Linked DNA regions of Triticum aestivum: region 1 is linked to region 2. Evidence: chromatin contacts called from public HiCAR-type data. All regions are on one chromosome and are shown on one strand. The core of a region is the stretch at or near the end of the contact, and the rest is flanking DNA. Distances in the headings are between cores, read along the strand shown. Region 1 has its middle 200 kb from the start of LOC123138126. Region 2 has its middle 170 kb from the start of LOC123138125.

What was found. HiCAR-type assays count read pairs that join an accessible place to other places.
Region 1: a HiCAR-type map of leaf shows a contact between it and region 2, with 6 times the contacts expected there. The contact joins two enhancer-like sites. A contact is called at or near these places in 1 of 5 Hi-C or Micro-C datasets (leaf) and 1 of 1 datasets of contacts at active chromatin or transcription factors (leaf).

What each region holds. Positions count from the first base shown.
Region 1 is chr6B:576,564,133-576,568,022 of IWGSC CS RefSeq v2.1, reverse strand. No RefSeq gene overlaps it. Among protein-coding and RNA genes, the nearest start is that of LOC123138126, 200 kb to the right of the region's middle. Within about 2 kb of position 1,367, at least 8 of the 8 cell types and tissues checked have an H3K27ac peak or open chromatin away from gene starts, as enhancers often do. A contact at or near this core is called in leaf, where this site is marked.
Region 2 is chr6B:576,172,673-576,176,729 of IWGSC CS RefSeq v2.1, reverse strand. No RefSeq gene overlaps it. Among protein-coding and RNA genes, the nearest start is that of LOC123138125, 170 kb to the right of the region's middle. Within about 2 kb of position 2,054, at least 6 of the 8 cell types and tissues checked have an H3K27ac peak or open chromatin away from gene starts, as enhancers often do. A contact at or near this core is called in leaf, where this site is marked.

The sequences.
Region 1 (3,890 bases), core at 118-2,617, 390 kb before region 2:
CGTGGAGTGTGAGCTTGGAACTCGAGAAAACAAAATATCTACCTTTTTTCTCGGTGGGGGTACACGGAAAGGAGTGATGAGCACGTACGCAGAGACGCCAACCCGATTTCCCCCTCACTGTGGTAGAATCGCTTTGGGCTGTGCCTCGCCTTTCCCGGTGGTCCACTGACTGCGGAGAAGAGAGAGTGAAAGGAAAAAAAAGAGGCTGTTTTTATACTATTCCTTTGGGCCCACCATCCGTTGTGCTTCTCGCGCTGGCCGGCAAATTTTCGTGTTTTACCCTTTTCTGAAACCTATTCAAGATCTGACCTTAGTTTAATTTTTTTTTAAAATCTGACCCTTTTGCTACCGCCAGAGTCCATGGCGGTAGGGTCTAACAGCCTACCGCCGGAGACTTTGGCGGTAGGAAACATCGCTACTGCCAAACAAGCTGGCGGTAGCCTGCACAACCCTACCGCCTAGATGCTTGACGGTAGGCACGAGCACGCACTGTTTTCATACTTACGAGATTTTTGGCGGTAGGTCATGCAACCCTACCGCCAAGGTCCTTGGCGGTAGGCTGTTATACCCAGTGGCGGAGGTAGGGGGTGGACAAGGTGGGCCGTGGCCCACCCTAAGATCTGAAAATGGCTTCTATAGTACTGTAGCATAAAGGCCAAAAATAGAATATATATATATATATATATTATATATATATATATATATATATATATATATATATATATATATATGTAAATTGCACTATTGGCCCACCCTGGCCCAGTGGGCTAGGTCCGCAACTGGTTATATCCTACCGCCATGGTCCCTGGCGGTAGCAAAAGGGTCAGAACTTAAAAAAAATTCAGACTAGGGTCAGATCTCAAATAGGTTTGAAAAAAGTGTCAAAACACGAAATTTAGCCGCGCTGGCCACACGGACACGACGCACCGGAGGCCTCTACATTCCGCCCTCCCCCATTAAGATTATCTGAACTCTGTCCGAGTATGAGGTGATGCGAAATCGAGCTGGAAATGATCCGTGACGGGAAATCTGATGCGAAATTGAACACGGACACACACTGCTGGCATGTCTCTACTCTACCGCGGCTGAGAGAATCGCCCTCGACCGGCGAAGGGGCCTCGACTCCGTCGTGGTCGAACAACAGAGTAAAAACTTGAACCGTAGACCTCCGGTGGCAACCGATGAGCAACTGTCCAGGGGCCAAAGATGCTGCACCGATTGCGGTGGTGGAGGAGCGCGCGCAAGCTTCTTTGCCAGAAAAGCCGGGGCGACGCGCAGAAGATCCGGCGGTCCATGCGCTGCCCTCCACGCGACGGTGGTGGGCGGGCCTGGCAACTGCGAACGTGGTGCATGTGAGACAAGACACCCGTGGCAGGGGGCTCTGCTGGTGGGCCCGCCCTCTTCGCTCGGCGAAATTACGCCGCCGCCCTCCATGGCTCTTCTCGCTTCGGTCACTTCCGTCCCCGTTTAGTTCATAGGGTGGTAGAAAAATCGTAAGAATAAAAAAGTCATAGGAAATGAGATAACATGTATCTCAAAACCTACAAATAGAAATAAAAAAAAAGATATTTTTTGATTTACACCATAGGAGTTTTTTCATTGAGTCTAGTCTAATGTTTATTTTTCTATAAAATGTGAAGGATAGAAAAAATTTCTTCATAAAAATAAAAATCCATTCCTACAAACCAAAAGACTAATGATTTTTTTTATAAAAATCCTATTGAAATTATTATGACTAACCAAATGCATTAGACTACGCCGTTACACGTGCGGGCGCCCAAGATTACACGTGCACGCGCACCTCGGCGATCGCGTGCAACCAGACAAGACGGCCGGGCCCATGTCAATTTGTTGACAGCATCCATGTCATGGTTTTTCTTCTCTTTTTCCTGAGTTTGTACCGGTTTCCACACGAAAGCATGCAAAAGCGCGAAGCGTACGTGACGGCATGTGTGTGCCGCTTCGGTCGGAACGGCCAAATTGGCTACCTTTTTTTTGAGCATCCAAATTGGCTACCTGCTCTCTTCATCTTCTCCTTCTTTTCGGCGGAGAGAGACGTTTACCGAAACGAATTCTCTTACTCGTGCCAAATGTGGTTGTTTTCATGTGCTAGTTATGTGAAAAAGAAACGCAAGTGTAAATGTCGATCCAGTGGGACTAGACATGCAGCAGGATATTAACAAAAATGGCCGTTATGCCACGGTCCACGTAGACTGAGAGCGACGCCAAGAGCGACACTCTCATGGAAGGTGGCTAGGCTACGTAATACAACAATAACAAACAATAAACTGTATATATAAAGTATACAACGCTATATCGCATATATATAAAGTTATACTATATGGCACCGTCCTCCGGCGGCTCCTCTCTGCCAGCGACCTCGGTTCACTATTAGGAAAAATGCTATACACAGAGGTATAGCAGTAGCGTTGATCAAAACTCGGCGCTAGCGCTACTTAGTAGTAGCGCTTGTTGCAAAACCACGCTACAACCATTATTTTAGCAGTAGCGCGTCTTCACAGAAAAGCGCAACTACTAAAATTTCCTCACTAGTGCCGGTAGGCTAGGAATAGTAGCAGCGGTTTTCCAGAAGCACGCTACTGCTAAAAACAGTGTAGCAACGCGTTTCTGCTGTAGAGCGCTACTGCTATGTAAAAAAAATATAGAAAAATAAGTAGAAAAGTAAATGAAAATGAAAAAAATAGAAAAACGAGAAATAAAAAAATGTAAACAAAACAAAAGAAAAAGAAAACAGAAAGGGTTAGCTGTAGCGCGTTTCTCTGGAACACGCTATAGCTATCTTAGCTATAGCGCGTTTCGGCAAAACGCGCTACTGCTAGTTTGACTCAAATCCCGGCAGCCCGGGCTCAAAATTTCGCTAAGTCCTTTCCCCCCCTCTCTACTCCCCCTGTCCCCCAACTGCTCCATCGCCGCCGTTGCCCTGCCGCCTTCGACCACACCGCCACCACCCGAGGCCGCCTTCGACCACACCGCCGCCACCTGCCGCCTTCGACCACACAGCCGCCGCCCGAGGCCGCCCCCTCGACCTCACAGCCGCCGCCCGAGGCCGTCGTCACCTCACTGTCGCCTCCCTCGAGCTCGCCGCCGCCGCCCTCGACCTCACCGCCGCTGCCCGAACCAGAGCCTGCCCTCGCCGCCGACCGTAAGGCTATGCCTCTCCTGTCCCTACCCTCCTATTTCTCTCTGCTAGGGCAATTATACATATGTTGATACTGTGTTGATGTTCATATGAACCCTAGGTGTTCATATGAACTCTAGATTTTTTTAGGGCAGTAGGCATTTTATAGCATTTAGGAAAAATGATTAGCAATTTTTTTAGGAAATTATCTAGGGAAATTTTTATGAAAATTCCTAAACAGTAATTCCATTTAGCTTTAAACTAATAGAGGGTATATAAATAATAGTAGCATTTAGATTTAAATTAACAGAGTGTATAAACAAAAAACACTTAGCTATAAAAAAATATTTTGACTACGGACCTGAATTTGTTCCAAATTTCATTCAAATGAAATTTGAATTATTTGGACTATGGACCTGAATATTTTTGAAGAAATTGGGTGTAGGTACTAAGGTCTTGCTGTGGAATTTCTGGTGAGGTCAAAAGGGTTAGAGAAAATGTAGTTTCTAGACTTTTAGCTTTAGACAAAAAACAAAAGTATTTAGCTATAAATAAAAAACAATAGCTATGGCATTTAGCTAGAAACAAAAAACAGAATTGTTTTTCTTTTCAAAAACTTGGTCAAACAGAACAGTAGCTATGGCATTTAGATATATGTCATTGATGCTCATTTGCATATTCCATTATTGTTAATTATATCTTTTCATTGAAGTGGCCATGTTATATGCAAATTCCTAAATAGTGTTTGCTC
Region 2 (4,057 bases), core at 805-3,304:
ACATCATTAGAAACTAGTACAAATGCTAAATTCTCTAAGGGTGTAACTTTTGTGATATACAATTCGTATTATATTGATCGAATTATCTATCTATGGATATGTGTGGGCCTTATAAACCGTAAAAGGATGGAGTATATAAATAGATGATGCATGCTGCATATAGAGATTAAAGGACTATAGTGATCAGTGATCACTTTTCAAACCCACATCCATTTCCTTGATTGTTAATTGATGAAAAATAAAAAATAAACATCCAATGCGGATAATTATTCCTTTTGTGTCGAAATTAATCGATGAAATTGATTGTGGGGGACAACAAGATTTAAAGTTTGCTGAACAGTACAGCGATCGATCTATTGCACAAATATTCTTGCAAAAAGAAGCCCCTTTTTTCACAATCTCATCCACTCAGAGAAAACAAAAACCGTGTCTAGCCTCTTCTTCCACTCTCTCTTCCATACCGCTAGCTTTTCACTGTTTCTAAGGTGATGCATCACTGTCAGGCCGGCTTCACGCACCTGTCGCCAGGATTTTCCCAAGAATATCAAAGTCAGCTTACCCTGGCAGTAGTTAACTGGGAGTAGACACACAAACATGAGTTCTTCTCTAAGTGGTAAATAATAGTATGTATATTTGGAGTAACAAAGTGCAGACAGAACCCTAATTTTCTTCGCATCTGTTGAATTGTTGTCATGCGCTGAATTGGCATCAAGCTAGCCAGCCCATGATCGGATTATCTCAGGGATAAACTAGTGCCCTCACCAGCAGGAGTAGTTAATTGGCCAAGTCTAACAGGCACATGACAAGAGCATTTCTCCCTAGCGTGGCCTTGATTGATTGGACGCGGGAGCACCTTTTGTCCTGTGCAGCCCCCACTCACAAAGCATAGCCAGGATTCCACCTCTCCTCGACGGCGACGTCGCATGCAGGAAAGATTACAGGTGCTACCAAAGCCGGCGGGGCCCTGGCCGTAATGGCGTGTCAATGTGTGCCATGCACCGGGTCGGTTGTGCTGCTGCTCTATTTGTGTTAATCCGCTCGTCGCTTTGGAAGGAAAAAATCTAGCCTGGGGATCGAGGTTGGCCTCACAGTCGACCCGAAAGCATCTGCCGCGGTCGCGATCGGTCGTGTTCGTGTCGCGTGTAGAAAGGAAGAGAAGGACGGGGAAATGAAATTCATTTCTGACGGCGACTGGAAATATAGCGAGGCGGCAAGCGAAACGTCTGCGGGCTAGGAAAATTCATGCTGCGCGTATCTGAAATTCACACCGGCGAGGAGGGGGACTGGCTATCTAGCGCAGTGTTTTGTGTGCATGAAAATTGAAGCGCGGCCGGGCTGAGACGGACGTCGATTGGTACGGCTATGGTGGGTGATAAGCGATCTCTTGATTGCGTGATGTGCTGTTGGTGTCGTTGTGTGGACGGGGGAGGGGGCAGACGAGACGAGATGTGATGATGAGAGGAGGCGACCGGGGCGGCAAGAGAACAAAAACTTGCTTGCTCTCGCCTGCATCCTCACGCTGTCCAGGTTTCCAAGTCGTAATCCGAGCAGTGCAGTTTTGCCGCTTGCAGCGCCGCGCTCGCTATCCGCCTGCCATGCGGTAGCAACGCAGGCAAGGATCATCATCCCGTGGACGCAAGCGCGCCGGCAGCCGCAGCGGCGCGTCGTGCCGGTGAAAACGTATTCTAGTCTACTGCTAGTGCTCTACCAACAGTGGTAGTTTGGGCTGGTGGTAGGTGCGGTGCGGAGTGACTCGCGAGTGTGTCGTGGTTCGCAGCGAATCGGGTGACGGAAAGGAAGCCGCACCTGGAGCCGGAGCCGGGGCCATGGGGCGGGCGGAGGAACAGGAGCAGATGGCAGTGGCTTGGATCGATCGACTGGACCACCAGCCAGCGAGCAAGCGGCGGGTAGGCAACGGGCGCGTCTTCGACCAGTCCGTCCATCGGCGCTTTCCACCAGGGGCCGATCGATTCTGGCATTCTGCTGCTTCGGCCATGTTCCGTGTCCCCCCATCCGACGCCCGCACGTAGTAGTAGTACGTAGGGACCGTCTGCCCCACGCCCCGGTCCAGCCTCGCATCGCTGGCTCTGGCTGCACCGGACGCCGCAGCCACTGCCCCATGATGCTGATGCCTGACGGGACGGCTTGAGCAGTCCAGCAATATCATGTGGCATCACCCATCCGACTCCCTTCCGAGTTTCGGTGCACGGCTCCGTCCGTCCGATCCTTCACCACCGCACGCGTGGTGCCTAAATTTCGTGTTTTGACCTTTTTTCTAAAAATTGATCGAGATCTGACCTTGTCTTGCAAAAATTTCGAAATCTGCCTCTTTTCTTACCATCAGGGTCCACGGCTGTAGGGTATAACAGTCTACGTCCTTCGCGGTAGGGCTACATACTCTACTGGGAAAATTTTCTAAGTATAAAACATAATGCATGCTCGCACCTACCGTCGGGCACTGGCGGTAGGTTTGTACAGGCCAGTAGCCTAATTGACGGTAGGGATGATTCCTACCGCCAAGGTCCTTGACGGTAGGTTGTTACACCAACGGGAATTTATGATTCACGCCAGCTAAAAAAACAATTTATGATTCACCAACGGGGAGAGAATTTCTCTGAGAAAATATGGGAAGAAAAGAAGAAAAAAACAAGAAGAAACAATCGCGGTAGCCTTGTCTCATTTATTACGAGACCTAGCTCCATCTCGTTTGAAGCGCTTGACTGTGCGCTCGTTTGGGGTGTGGGGCTAGTATACTGGCTTTGTGAAGTTTCTACAAACAAGTTTTAGAACCTTTTGTGCAATTTTTTTGCGTTGCATTTTCTTGTTTTTTTCTATATCGCTTTTCTTCCATTTTCCCTATGTGTTTCTCTTTCAGTTTTCATGGTTTTTTGCCAGTTCTGTTATTCATTTTTTTCTGTTTTTTCTAAAATACCCTTAATGTATTACTTAAATAAAGGTTAAACATTTTTCATTTACAGGTTTAACATTTTTCGTATACACATAGAACAATTTTTGAGTACACATTGAACATCTTTAATAGACATTAATTTTTTCACATAGACATTCAACATTTTTCCAACATATTTTGAATCCACGGTGAATCTTTTTAACACATGTTGAACGTTTTTCGTAAATGCCGTGAACATTTCGTTTAAACATGCAAACCATATTTAAGTGTTAGAACATGTTTTCAGTATTGCAATTTTCTTTTTGAATTTCATATAAAAAATTTAAAAAAAACCTCTAACATTCACTTTTACATTATATAAGCATTTTATAAAAATTTCCCATTTTTTTTGAAACCCGTGAACATTTTTTTAATTTCCCGTGCAGTTTTACTGAATGGTAAGGACTTTTTTTATAAAGTAAAATAATATTTTTTACATTTTATAAACTTCTCATGGAAAATGTCACAAACAATTTTTCGAATGGTAAGATTAATTTTTACATAAATTAGCAAACAATTTTTATATTGTATACATTTGATATAATAGGCTGTACATCGCGAACCACATGAATATTGCAACATTACCTTTATTAGAATACATGTCCAACATTTTTAAGATGCATGCTAAACATTTTAAAGTACAAATATAATATTTTAGTAGATGTTAAATAATTTTTAATAGAAATTAAACCTTTTTGTTTAGACAATCAACATTTTCGAGCACATGTGTTAGAATTTTTTTTGTAAATGTAACATTTTTTCATTATTAGTGCATATTTTGTAAAACTTATGCATTTTTTATTTTATAAACATGTGCTTAAACATTTGATGTATTTTACTCTCTGCTAAAAATGTTACAAACATTTTCTGAAATGCCTTGAATTTGTTTGAATGCTTTCATTTTTTTTAATAATTTACAGTCACACTTTTTAAATTGTACAAACATTTTAATAAAAAAATCCAAGAACAATTTTTAAATGTGATGATTTTTTATGCTATCAACATTTTCTTAAAGTTGTGCAAACATATTTTTATTCTCCATGAACATTTTTAAATATATGTTGTATGGTTTAAATATTGAACTGAATTAATTTTTAAAATATTTGTATT